Regions from separate parts of the Canis lupus genome. Here region 1 is linked to region 2. The links are chromatin contacts, called in public Hi-C maps. All regions are on one chromosome and are shown on one strand. Each heading gives the region's core, a stretch centred on a gene start, on an enhancer-like site or on the middle of the called end of the contact. The rest is flanking DNA. Distances are from core to core; before and after follow the strand shown. Region 1 overlaps KIAA1217 (sickle tail protein homolog). Region 2 overlaps KIAA1217 (sickle tail protein homolog).

Evidence for each region. Hi-C and Micro-C count contacts between places; a contact is called where the count stands out from the background.
Region 1: a contact with region 2 is called in a Hi-C map of skin fibroblasts, with 2.0 times the contacts expected there. The contact joins two enhancer-like sites. A contact is called at or near these places in 3 of 9 Hi-C or Micro-C datasets (amygdala, liver and skin fibroblasts).

Annotation. Positions count from the first base shown.
Region 1 is chr2:6,828,533-6,834,594 of UU_Cfam_GSD_1.0, forward strand. The region is part of intron 5 of KIAA1217 (sickle tail protein homolog); the gene reads right to left. Among named protein-coding and RNA genes, the nearest start is that of ARHGAP21, 220 kb to the left of the region's middle. Within about 2 kb of position 3,104, at least 6 of the 20 cell types and tissues checked have an H3K27ac peak or open chromatin away from gene starts, as enhancers often do.
Region 2 is chr2:6,740,154-6,746,175 of UU_Cfam_GSD_1.0, forward strand. KIAA1217 (sickle tail protein homolog) reads right to left here. Exons shown (of 24, transcript XM_038529783.1): 13 at 4,403-4,533; 14 at 3,708-3,855; 15 at 1,119-1,566. Among named protein-coding and RNA genes, the nearest start is that of ARHGAP21, 130 kb to the left of the region's middle. Within about 2 kb of position 1,413, at least 2 of the 20 cell types and tissues checked have an H3K27ac peak or open chromatin away from gene starts, as enhancers often do.

The sequences.
Region 1 (6,062 bases), core at 1,854-4,353, 90 kb after region 2:
CTTACAGAGCACTTGCCACATGCCAGATACTGACCTTTCCATATATTAACTCTTTTAATCTTCTCTATGAGGTCACTACTGTAATTATCCCCATTTCACAGATGAGGAACACTGAGGCAAGAGAAGTGACTTGACTCACTCTCCCTCTTAATGACCGTAACCATTGTACTACACTGTCTCTCAGGTGTTAGACAGATGCAAATAGCTGTGATAAAATATTGGGTATAAAAATTCTATAGTACAAAGCAAAGGGTAAAGGCCACAAAAGGAAGAACTAGATTTTCTTAACGATAAGAACAAAAGTGTAAAAGTATAATAATCATGGTCTCAGAAAAAAATTAATTGACCTTCCAGGGATATGAGAAATGCAACTTTTACAGTTTCCAATGTATGTTTTCAAAGTACCAGAAAGACTCTAGCTATAATTCAGAGAAAAGCCTATAACCATCCCACTAGGAGACTTATACATCCTGCATTTTCTTCAATCATAGGCACAGAGATCATGGATGTTAGTAAGAAACCCTCTGAGTTAATCTGAAATTTATTTTCTTTTCTGATACTTTATTAGGATTTTACATAATAATAATTATTATGGATGAATAAATATGTCTTTAGAAAAGTTTTCAGTATGACATTCTAGTTTTTATGTTATTTACATATAGATTTAAAAAACCCACCGAGGGGCACCTAGGCAGCTCAGCGGTTGAGTGTCTGCCTTTGTTTGGCTCAGGGTCTGATCCCAGGGTCCTGGGATCGAGTCCCACATCAGGTTCCCCGCAGGGAGCCTGCTTCTCCCTCTGCCTGTGTCTCTGCCTTTCTCTGCATGTCTCTCATGAATAAATAAATACAATCTTAAAAAAGAAAAACACCCCACCAATATGTAGTATTAATTTTACTATTCAGAATTTCTTTTATTTTCTACTATTCTGTGAATATTATTCTGCTTGAAAAGGTAACAACCTATTTGGTCCTCAAGCTGGGGGAGAAAGACATTGTAAGATGTGGGTGAGATGAGCCTCTTCTGTCCCCTTGTAGGCAAACTCCAGGATCACCAAGGAATTCCCAGAGGGAACTTTCTAGGTAAGTGGGAGCAGAGCTGCTTCTTTATACTTTGATATGCTAATGGCAATAAAATAAAAACCATTCTTTGATGAAAAATGTTATAAACAGATGCCTGTAGACCCAATCTCTAAGATCCTATTCCATAGGGCAGACTCCTACTATTTGAAACTCATGTTTAAAAAATAGTAAATGTGGATGCTGGGACCCCCAAGAGCCTTGTCTTCTGGTGGCATTTCTTCCATGTCTTTTCCCTTCCTGTCTCCCAGTGCCCAGCTGTACCCCTTGGCCTTCTCCTAGGTCCAGGCTTCCACAGGGGCTCCCATCCCCAGTATTGCTAGTCCCTGTGGGTCTGTGACTCTTGTGGAACTCATCCACTCTCTAGTACCTCTGGGAAATATTTTTGAGGAAAAATAGCCATCAGTCATCAGTCAATCAGTAAATGACTGGTCATTGCCACCCTGAGGCCTAGGGGTGCATCCACTCGTCACCAGGCCCAAAAGAGGGAGCTGTCTCAGTCAAAAGGTGACCCTCTGGCCACAGGCAGCCATTGAGGGATATTCAGGAACACTCAAATGTTACTCCTTGCCTTTCTGCTCCCCAGGTCTGTTAGAGAAGGCAATGCAGGGCGTGTGGCTAACGAGGAGGGTGAGGCATGCACTGGGCAGAGCAGCTGTTCCTCTTCTGGACTGTTTTTTCTCAGCTTCTTCTTAGGTGCCTGAGGGGGAGGCTCAGAATTCTTTTCCAGAAAGTGATGAGAAAAAGCGTGTGGGCAGTTTGGGGGAATTCATATCTCACTGGCCTTCATTTGGAGCTCTTAAAAAAAAAAAAAACAACAACCCAGAATTGCTGTTTCTCCTTATGACCCAAAAACATAAGGCAATCCACCTAATGCCAACTCTCCCAGGAATGATCGACTTCCTTAATGTTTGTGATCGGATTCCATGGAAGCGCAGTGCTTATGTGCCTAAGTCCCCATGGAATAAAAGCCAAACTGTGTGATGGAGGAGGAGCGTGGCAAAGGGACCACTGCCCTGGGCACCACACTTCAGAGCCTCTCCCAGCTCTAACATAGGTGCATGCACCCCAAGTATGAAGGGGTGATGGAGGCACCACTCTTTGCAGGGCATGTGGAGGGCACTCATCCACGTGAGCTGGGTAATGGCTCACATTTGCATCGTGGAAACGAGGACAAGGCGAGGGGTGGGCTGCAACAGGCTGGAGGTGGGGAGGGCCTTTTCCATCTCGTGATACAGCACAGAACTCTTGTGAGCATTTTTGAAGATTCTAAAATCAAATCTGGCTTTCTATGTGGTCACAAAGGTATATTTATCAAAGTATGAGGATAGAGCATATTTTATCTAACCGTTTGCCAGCTTGATTTATAGCTTTAAAAATATTTAGACAGATGGTATATGAGCCCCTGTGCTCTTGCCCCAGGCAGGCTTGAGTGTGGCAGAGAAAGATGAGACATGTTTCCCCAATGTCAGCATCTAAGTTAGGGATAGGACCTTCCTCACCTTCTGGCGTTCAAGTTGGTGTGTGGTCCACTCTATCAACAGGTGATTTTCAATTTATTTTTTGAGTAGTCCTGATGGAAGCAGGTACCTGAGAGTCCTCTGCTTCTCCAGGGACTCAGGTACTTTATATTTGGTTTTATGTTAGGACAGGCGGAGTCACGCTGAGCTGTTTTTAGTATCTCTACATTTTATACATTGGTGAAGCGCTTTTGGTATTATTTAAACTTTGTATTTTTCCTATTCCTGTTACATGCTAATTGTTCTGTTATTTTGTTCATAACCTGATTCCTCTGGGCTTTCAGTAGACTTTCCCTGGCTTGTTGTAAAGATTCCCTCCACCATGACAGGCCACCGCCGTCCTGGGGACACTCCCAGGCAAATCCAGCCAGGCTCCAGCCTCAAGTGGGCAGTGACAGAGCATGAGGCAAGTTGAGTCGGTTCCGAGGCTTGTCCCTGGCCTCCTGCCCGCTCCCCCTCCCTTTGTCTTCCCTGCTCTTCTAGGATCACTCCTCCTGTGTCCTCGGGTCCATGCCAGAGGGTGTGGATCTTCTGGAAGCCTCCACTGTATCCTCTGTCATTGCCCCTGTGGGGAGATCTGGAATGTCCTCTCAGCTCCAGCCAGAAGAATATAGGGGTCCCCAAGAGAGCTATTGCTTAGGAGCATCCATAGAGATGGCACCGTAAAGGCCCCAGACTTCCAAGGCCGGGGATGAGTGCTCAGGATCACTGTCGTGCATGCAGGGTATGTGAGCGGAAAAGAAAGGGGACAGTGGTTGAGGCGGACCGATTGTTCGAGTGTTCTAAGTCCTTTGGGGGTACTTGGCCTGGTGGGGAAGAAGGCGTCTCAAAATTTTTGTCAGGCTTATCCAATTTTCCCCAAGCTACCCTTCTATGCCATTTCCTGCTTTAAGAGCAAGTGGAAAAGTGCACAGGGGTAAAGAGATGAGGCCACGCTCTACTCCCTCCCCCCAGGGCCCCCGACAATGCCCAGCCCCCAGCACGCAGGGGCTCTGAGGCAGGCCTGGCTCTGGGTGCTAGGGAACCTCCAGGGCCTGGTGTGACAACTGAACTTTCTCATTGTTCTCAAAAGGCCCTGAAAGACTTTTTATTGTACCTTTACCTCCTGTTCCCCTCTGGTACTTTCCGAAGAGGCAGGTAAGAGACATCACACATGGTTACTTCCTCCTCCTCATTTGCCTTTGAAGTTGCAGTGCTGCCTTTTAAGAGCAGCTTCTGTTCTCAACCACAAGGTCACGACACAGAACCCATGTCTGAGGGTGGCTAAAGCAGCTCTGGGAGTGGTGGGTGGGGACGGGCCACGGTGACAAAGCATCCTTGCTCAGCTCTAGGTCCCAGGGTCTCCTTTGTCACTGTCGGTAAAATATCACCCCCTGCTTCCAGATTCACCATAAATAACCTTCCTCCCTCTCTCCTCACTTTCATAGGGAAGAGGCCCCCCTCAATGCCTCAAGAATTGTTGACAGTCCTACTAAAGGCATTGGGCAAGAAGCCACAAGCCCTGTGGTACCTGTACCCGCTTGATTAGCTAAGGAATAAATCAAGCCAAATTGTTGACCTGGGCTGCCCTCATCATAACATGCATTGGATACGTTGAGCAACCTACCGCTTGCTAGAAGAAACCTGGAGAAACAATACCCAACCCAAATTACTACCACTTACAGGCATCCGTGCATTCTCTTGGCTTTATTTTCTGTAATAGCAATTCAACTGATATATAAACATTATGCTTTAAAACAAGCATAACAAAAGGAAGAATAATAGACTCTGTCACTTTGCCACAGCACGAGTGATTCAACCTACATAGTGCACTTCTCTAAGTTAACACAACTAAAAGTGGAGCAGATTGATCCTTAAAGGAAAGCTTGAGCAATAGAGAACGTTCATGAAGCTCAGGGCCATTTCAGATAACAGAGCAGGAGCTCAGTGCTCACTTCAGCAGAATTAGTACCATCAAAGACAGATTTCATTCACTCGAGAAATATTTATTGAGTGCCTGCCACACAGTGTTCTGAAGTTTGGGGATATAACAGGAAGCTCAGAGGTCTTAGTTTCTATTGATGTACGAGAGACAATAAGCTCATAGACAGGAAAGGGTAGAGTGTGCCAAGTAATAGGGAATAAAACAAAACAGGGTGTGGGGGACACAGAGCAGTGGGGTGGGAGTGGGTGGATTGCTATTTTCTTAGCGGTAGTTGGATGACCCGCTGGTAAGGTATTTGAAAGAAATGTGGGAGCCGGTCTTGTTGATATCTGGGTGGAGAACAACACAGGCAGAAGGAGTAGTAAGTTTCCTTGAGGAAGGAGCACACTTGGTGTGTTCCAGGAACAGCAACGGGCTAGTACGTTGGGAGAAAAATGAATGAGATGGGGAATGGGATAAGGGGAGATTTGAAAGGAAGCAAGTGGTCAGGCTGTGGACCCTTGCACTCTCAGTGAGCTGGGAAGCCAACAGGGGCTCTAAGGTGGTGAGATTTACTTACCAGAGTTGCTGTGTTACGAGCTGATTCGAGCTGATTCTACCGTAGACAAGGACTAACATCAGGAGACCCCAGGAATTTCAGGCAGTCAGACAGGAGAGGGATTGTGGTGGTATGGACCTGGGCAGAGTACTAATGATGGTGAGAAGTGATCAGATGGCTGGATATATTTTGAAAGTAGAGTGAATAGGATCCTCTGAGAGTTTAGGTATGAAACGAGGTCAAAAGAGTCAAGGTGAATGGCAAGGTTTTGGCATTTGTGAGCAACAGTCAGGAGGGGGATGCAATTTACAGGGATAGGGAAGACGCGAGAAGGACTAGGTTTTGTTGGAACTAGAAATTCATTTTTGGACCTCTTATGGGGGTGATTTCAAATAGAAGATGTGAATTATTGATCTGGACTTCAGGGGAGAGATTTGAGCCAGAGGGGTCATTATCATTGTCGTGGACTGAATGTTTATGCCCCACCCCCCAAATTCCTATGTTGAAATTCCAACTCCCAATGTGACGGTAATTGGAGGTGAGCCCTTTGGAAGGTGATAAGGTTTATTTGAGGACATAAGGGTGGGGGCTCTCATGGAGGGATTAGCACCCTTATAGGAAGAGACACCGGAGAGTCTGCCCTTTTTCTTTCTCCATCTGCAGGTACCAAGAAAAGGCCATGTGAGGACAGATAGGGAAAGCAGTCATCTGCCAGCCAGGAAGAGAGGCCTTACCAGAACCAACCATGCTGGCAGCTTGATCTTGGACCAGCTTGTACAAGCTTGATCTTGGACAAGCTTCCAAGCTTCCAGAACTGTGAGGAAATAAATTTCCATTGTTTAAGCCACTGAGTCTATAGTATTCTGTTACGGCAGCCCAAGCCAATCAAGTCAACCATACAAATGGTGACATTTGGCACCATGGGGCTACACCAGACCATCTAGGGCAGTAGTATAATTGAGAACAGATGAAGTCTGGGGGCTGAAGCCATACCGATGGGTGA
Region 2 (6,022 bases), core at 163-2,662:
TTTGGGGCAGACAGGAGCTACCTAGTGTTCGGAGGCCCAGTTGCCGTGACTGTGGCCTTGGCAGTTTGAAGAGGTTTGTTTTTTTCTCGAGATCTGAATTATCTACTGCTGATGCGAGAGAGAGAGGCAGGATGGTGAGGACCAGGGTCTGGGGTCATGGGTGGAGGATGCACAGGGCAAGAGAAAGGAAGAAGCAATGATCTCTTGATAAAAAGAATCTGTAAAAATGTGGCATGTTATCTGTTCTGTGACTTTACGGCCTCATCTTCTCTTTGCATTTTGACTGCCTCTGCCTCCCTAAGATCATGCTAATGACTTCCTATCCAGCACCCTTAATTCCAGACCCATCATCTTAATCAATTATGTATCTTGTTTCAGAGTAATTTTCTGAAGATGCTATTTTTTAGTCGCTGGCCCAAGATGCAGCATTTTGGGGATGCCCAGACCATGACCCTGAGATATATCTCAGACTGGTTTACAAGCTCCCCCAAATCTGGTTCCAGCCTGTTTTGCCGGCCTCATCTCTTCTGTCTTGTTCCCCTTAAACAGGTTTCCTTGTGGCTCCCTTTGCTCCAACATTCCTCTGCCGCAGCATGCCCTCAACACCCTGCTCTGCTTACCCAGATTCTACTGATTTTTCGAGCCCAGTGGCAAGCCCTCCGTAGGCCTGCACCCACCAGTGGTTAAGTGTGAGCCCGCACGCACTGGCTCAGGAGAGCTGACTCATTTCTCCCCAATTACATGCTCACTGATACCCTGTTGTAACTCAAAATTGACAAATTCTACAAATCAGGGCGTTTCCCCCCAGAGAGTCAGCTGGTAAACACTCCAAGGCACACCAGGGCCTCCCCTTCCGCCAGGTTGGGGTGTTTCATCGTTCTTGAAATCCAGTGACCTTTCTCTTAATCTGGATGTTGAAACCTATTTATAGTGCTAAAATCTATCTTTGAGATATATATATATATATATATATATATATATATATATACAAAAAAAAATCTACCTTTTATACATACATATATATAAGAAGTACATCTGACAACCAGGCTGGAAATTCTCCAAGGGAAGGGACCAGGTGTTATTCCTTTATGGGGTGAAAAATGGAAGTGGGACCCTACCTCAATAGACACCGCTCTGTTCTTGGCACTCACGCTGTGGATTTCCTCGATGAACAAGCTCTGCATGGTGGAGCCATTCATGGGCGTCTGCGGGGACTGAGGAGCCTGGGTCGATGGCAGGGCTGAGGTCCCTTCCTGCGTGGCGGCTGGAGGGCCGGCTAGGTGAGGACCAGTCCCTGCAGGCAGGTGCTGGGCGGGGTTGAGCAGGGCGGCAGACAGCTGGGAGGGCTGGATGACCACGGGGGAGCTCTGTGCATGGTGGACGGTCAAGGGCACCACTTCTGACTTCATGTCGCCGGGCACCCCTGCAGCGTGGGGGTGCTGGCCTGGGCTATGGGGAGCCTCCTCCTGGTTCTTCAGGACTTCCGCGGCCGTGGCCTTCTCCATAGCGACATACTGAGCAGCCTGGGCTGCATCTGTCCCTTTCAAGAGCCCATCGGTGACATGTCTGGGAGAAACCATACACAGCAGTATTAACTCTTAAAATAGGTAGCTTGCATTCTATTCTGATGGCATTAGCCTGAATGCTGTGTCGTACCAAAGCCAGGCAAGTTGTTATTGCAAAATTAAGACATTGTAAAATCGAGAGTAGCAGCTCTCCAGGGTTGAGGGTTTCCATAGCAACTTCCTAATGTCCTCCAAGTGCTTCCTGGCTGTCTCTGGTAGCTGCTTTCTCTGTTTCTCCCTCATGAGATGGCCTGTCTCTCCTTTCCCACTGGCACCATGCTGTCCTGCCCAGTTCCACAGGGAACACATGCTTCTAACAACAACTCCTGCACCGGGTCCTGGCTGGAAGCCCCCAGAGATGCTCAGTTCCAACCCCCAGAGCTTCCTAAGCCCTCCATGCTCTCCTCCTTTCACCGCCAAGCCCCTGGGGAGGGCAGTTCATACAGCTGACCCTTGAACACCGTGTGGGTTCGGGGTCCCGACCCTCTACAGTCGAAAATCCATGTGTAACTTCTGTCTCCCTACAAAACTTAACAACTAATGGCCTACTGTTGACCAGAAGCCTTACCTATATCACAAGCAGTTGATTAACATACATTTTGTACGTTATAACTGTATTCTTACAACAAAGTAAGCTAGAGAAAAGAAAATGTAAGAAAATCTCAAGGGAGAGAAAATACATTGACAGTACTGTCCTGTATTTCTCAAAAGAAATCTTGATCTAAGTGGACCCGTGCAGTTCAAACCTGGGCTGTTCAAGCGTCACCTGTATTTAATTCCTCCTGCTTGCTCTTCACGTTGCTCAGCCTCGTGTGGTCAGGCTTCTCTACCTGGACTCCACCGAGCCATTCTGCCAGGTCGACAGTGACCTCAAACCCAACAGCTAGGCTAGTCCTCATCCTCCTTTGCCTTTTGGGGTCATCTGATGCTCTTTGTCTATTTCCACCCATGAATGCAGTGGCAAGGACATGGCTTTGGGGTCAGACAGCCCTGTGCTTGAATCTCATTGGTTCTGCAAGGTCTAGCTAGACGGTATTGGGAACTTTACCTTTTTGATCCTCAGATATTTTTCTATAGAATGTAATAATGAGGGGCGCCTGGGTGCCTCAGTGGTTGAGTATCTGCCTTTGGCTCAGGTCATATCCCAGGGTCCTGGGATCAAGCCCTGCATTGGGCTCCCTGCTCAGTGGGAGCCTGCTTCCTCCCTCTCTTGCTTCCCTTGCTTATGCTCTAAATAAATAAATAAATAAATAAATCAAATCTTAAAAAAAGAGAAAGCATATAATAATGGTGAGGACAAGGACGGGAGATAAGAATCTCTTCTAAGGCTTTCCTTGGGGGTTGTTGCTATGATCAAGATATTTATATATCAGACAATGTCGAACCTGACCTATAATCCTTAATCAGTCCCTTATTTTTCTTATTAAAACTTTCTCTCCTTTTTTATTTGAAAAAAGACATTGTATTCGGGGACTCTCTTGTACTACTCACTTCCGTTTCTGTTTTTTTTTTTTTTTAACAAGATTTTATTTATTTCTTCATGAGAGATACAGAGAGAGAGGCAGACACAGACAGAGGGAGAAGCAGGCTCTTCTTGGAGAGAACAAGGTGGGACTCGATCCTGGGACCCTGGGATCACGGCCTAAGCCGAAGGCAGATGCTCAACCACTGAGCCACGCAGGCATCCCATCTGTTTCTTTTACCCACCCCATTCCTTCAATCTCCAAGAATCCCCAAGGACCTGTCCAACCCATTCTCTCTCATGCTACTGTGCCCTCTCTTCCACCATCACTAGTCACCGTCATGAAGGCAACTTCCAGTTGTAAATCTCTCCTGCCTCCTGCCCTCCCTCTCTCTGAGGCAGCACCACGCACAGAAGGCATCTGTGTTCCTGAAGTGAAGGAGGCTAGTAAAATATTTTGATCCATTCTTCAACTTTAAAATGCTACTGAAAAGAACCAAATGATTTTTTTAAATGTTTACTGTGTTTGCTAATGTTACACTGTAGGATGTGCCAAACGCAGCAGCGAGCCTGTGCTGAAGAATCGGTTCTTCATTCATGTTGCAATAGAATTCTGGGGGTGGGAGGGAGCTGCTGCCTCTCTTCATGACCTTCCCCCACCCCTGGAGAGGCCCGGTTACCTCCGCAACATGGTCAGGGTGTCGGTCATGCTCCGCACTCTCTGCAGTAGACTGTCCAGCCGGTGGGGCTCCTCCTTCAGAAACCGCACGGCCTCTACTTCTATGCGTAAGATGGCTCGCATCTTGTTTTGTAGGGTTGGAAATTCTCCTGCAGGCCAAGAGCAGATGGTGAGTTGTAGGAGAAAAAATGGAACAAGCCCCTATCCGGCGTGCATGCTGGACTAGGGGTAGGAGCGTGGGGCTTATCGGCTGGAGCACCCCGCACACATCTTCAGGAAGCAGATGCTGGTCGGACACCGGGTTCCAAGTGACCTTGGGCAAGGACAGAGGTCCTCTGCGCCTCATTTCCTGTCTGTATACTTGGGATAAAGGCAACTGTCCCTTAGCATCATTTTAAATGAATTTGGCACAAGTGCCCACACTGCAAGAGCCCAGCAGAGAGAAACTATCACTCGTATTACCGAGTCCTCAATCTTACAGCACCCGCTGAAATATAATCTCCAAGAAGACAGGGACATTTGCCTATTTTGTTCAGTGGTACAGCCCAAGTGCCTAGAACAGGGCCCGGCAAACGTAGGTGTTTCATGAATACCTCTGTGTGCATGAATGAACGAATCCTTCACTACTGGGCAGATTTTTACACCCCATCCCCCGAAGACTTGCTTCTGACTTCTCCCTTCCAGGAGGAGGCTCACCTTTCAGGGAAGCCACAGCTTCTCCCACTTGTCGCAGGAGGAAAGCCCCATCTTCCACGTCTTTTAGAGTGACCACGCGGCCAGCTGATGTAGAGTCCTTCTTTAAATCTTCAACAAAGTCTTCCAGCTCACTGTGGGGTGGGGGTGGGGGGAGACCAGAGGATGGGAGTGAACACCGAGGTCCTCCTAAAGCTGCAGGAGCAAAGGGTTCGTCCAAGCCTCCCCACCAGAGTAGCTTGGTTTGCCTTAAATATTCTGCTGAGGTGTAAGGAGGGTGCAAGGAAGATCTTCCCAGGACATGCTCATGGGGACGCCCAGGTTGGCCAGAGGGAAGATGGCAGCTGGCTGACAAAGGACCCATCCCTTATTTTCAGTGGGGGATCCTGATGCCAATGAAGGGTGTGCACGCTGTGTGATGTGACAGAGGGGACAGGGTGTGCACACTATCGCGGGGCAGAAAGAGGGGGTCCCACTGGTTTATAGCAGCTCTCTCAACTTGGAACTTGATATTTGGGGCTGTTTAATTCTTTCTTGTAGGCTCCTGTGCTGTACATCGTAGGGTGTCCAGCAGCACCCCTGCCCTCTACACACTAGATGCTCAGGGCACCCACCCCCAGCCTGTGAGAAACAAGGATGTGTCCAGACATTGGTACAATGTCCCCGGGGAAGGAAGAGGCGGGGAGGGGTGGGGAGGAGCACAGATTTGCCCCTGATCGAGAACCTCTGGTTTACACTGATGATATCATTGATAAGGACTGACTTTCCGCTCTAAGCTGCAGAGGAAAAATGATCACAGTTCTGATTTCTGATATGTGTCTCTAAGAGAGAGGGAGTGAGAGAAACACACACACATGTGCACACACAAACACATCCCCTATGGTACTGCTGGAGTTCCAACAGAACTAAATTAAGGTCTTCCGCTTCAAGATGTAAACCAACCAACCAACCAAACCAACCAACTAACAACATCCCGTCCCCTGGGCACATTAATAGCCCCATCCTAAACACACGTTTGTGTCACTTCAGTTGTCTGTAAATCTGAATCTGACAACAGAAAACCTTTCTTAAAGAAGGCGGAGGAAAAGGATGTTGAGAGATGAAGAACCACTAGGTGGCAGCAGGTGAACAGCATTCCACCTGCTGGTGCAGGCAGGGCTTGAAGCAGCCGGAAGAGTGAGAGAAGACACCAGTGATCTACAAAACCATGGCCTGCCAGGACCCTCCCCACTACGTGGGTGCGCAGAATGATGGGTGGCTCGGCCCTGCGGGAGGGATTCGGCAGGATGCTATCTATGTATGTTTAACAAGGACCATGGGGCAAACTTCATCCACCATACTGAAGTGGGATGGGGTTTTTGGTGATGTCTCTCATTCTATGATAGAAAATGGACTAAAACCATGATCCTTTCAGATGAAATGATGCAACTTCAACACCAAAGGGGAAAGCCTCACCTGCTCCCTGTCCACATTTGCAAACTATGGAAAGGTACCCAGTGTTATATGAGGCCCCCCCAACCCGCCACAGGAAACTTCCTACAGCAACCACATCCCTGAGGAGAGAGCGTGTGCCACTCCTTATAAGAGTTCTAAATATGGCACCTGTGTGGGGAAAAGTTATTT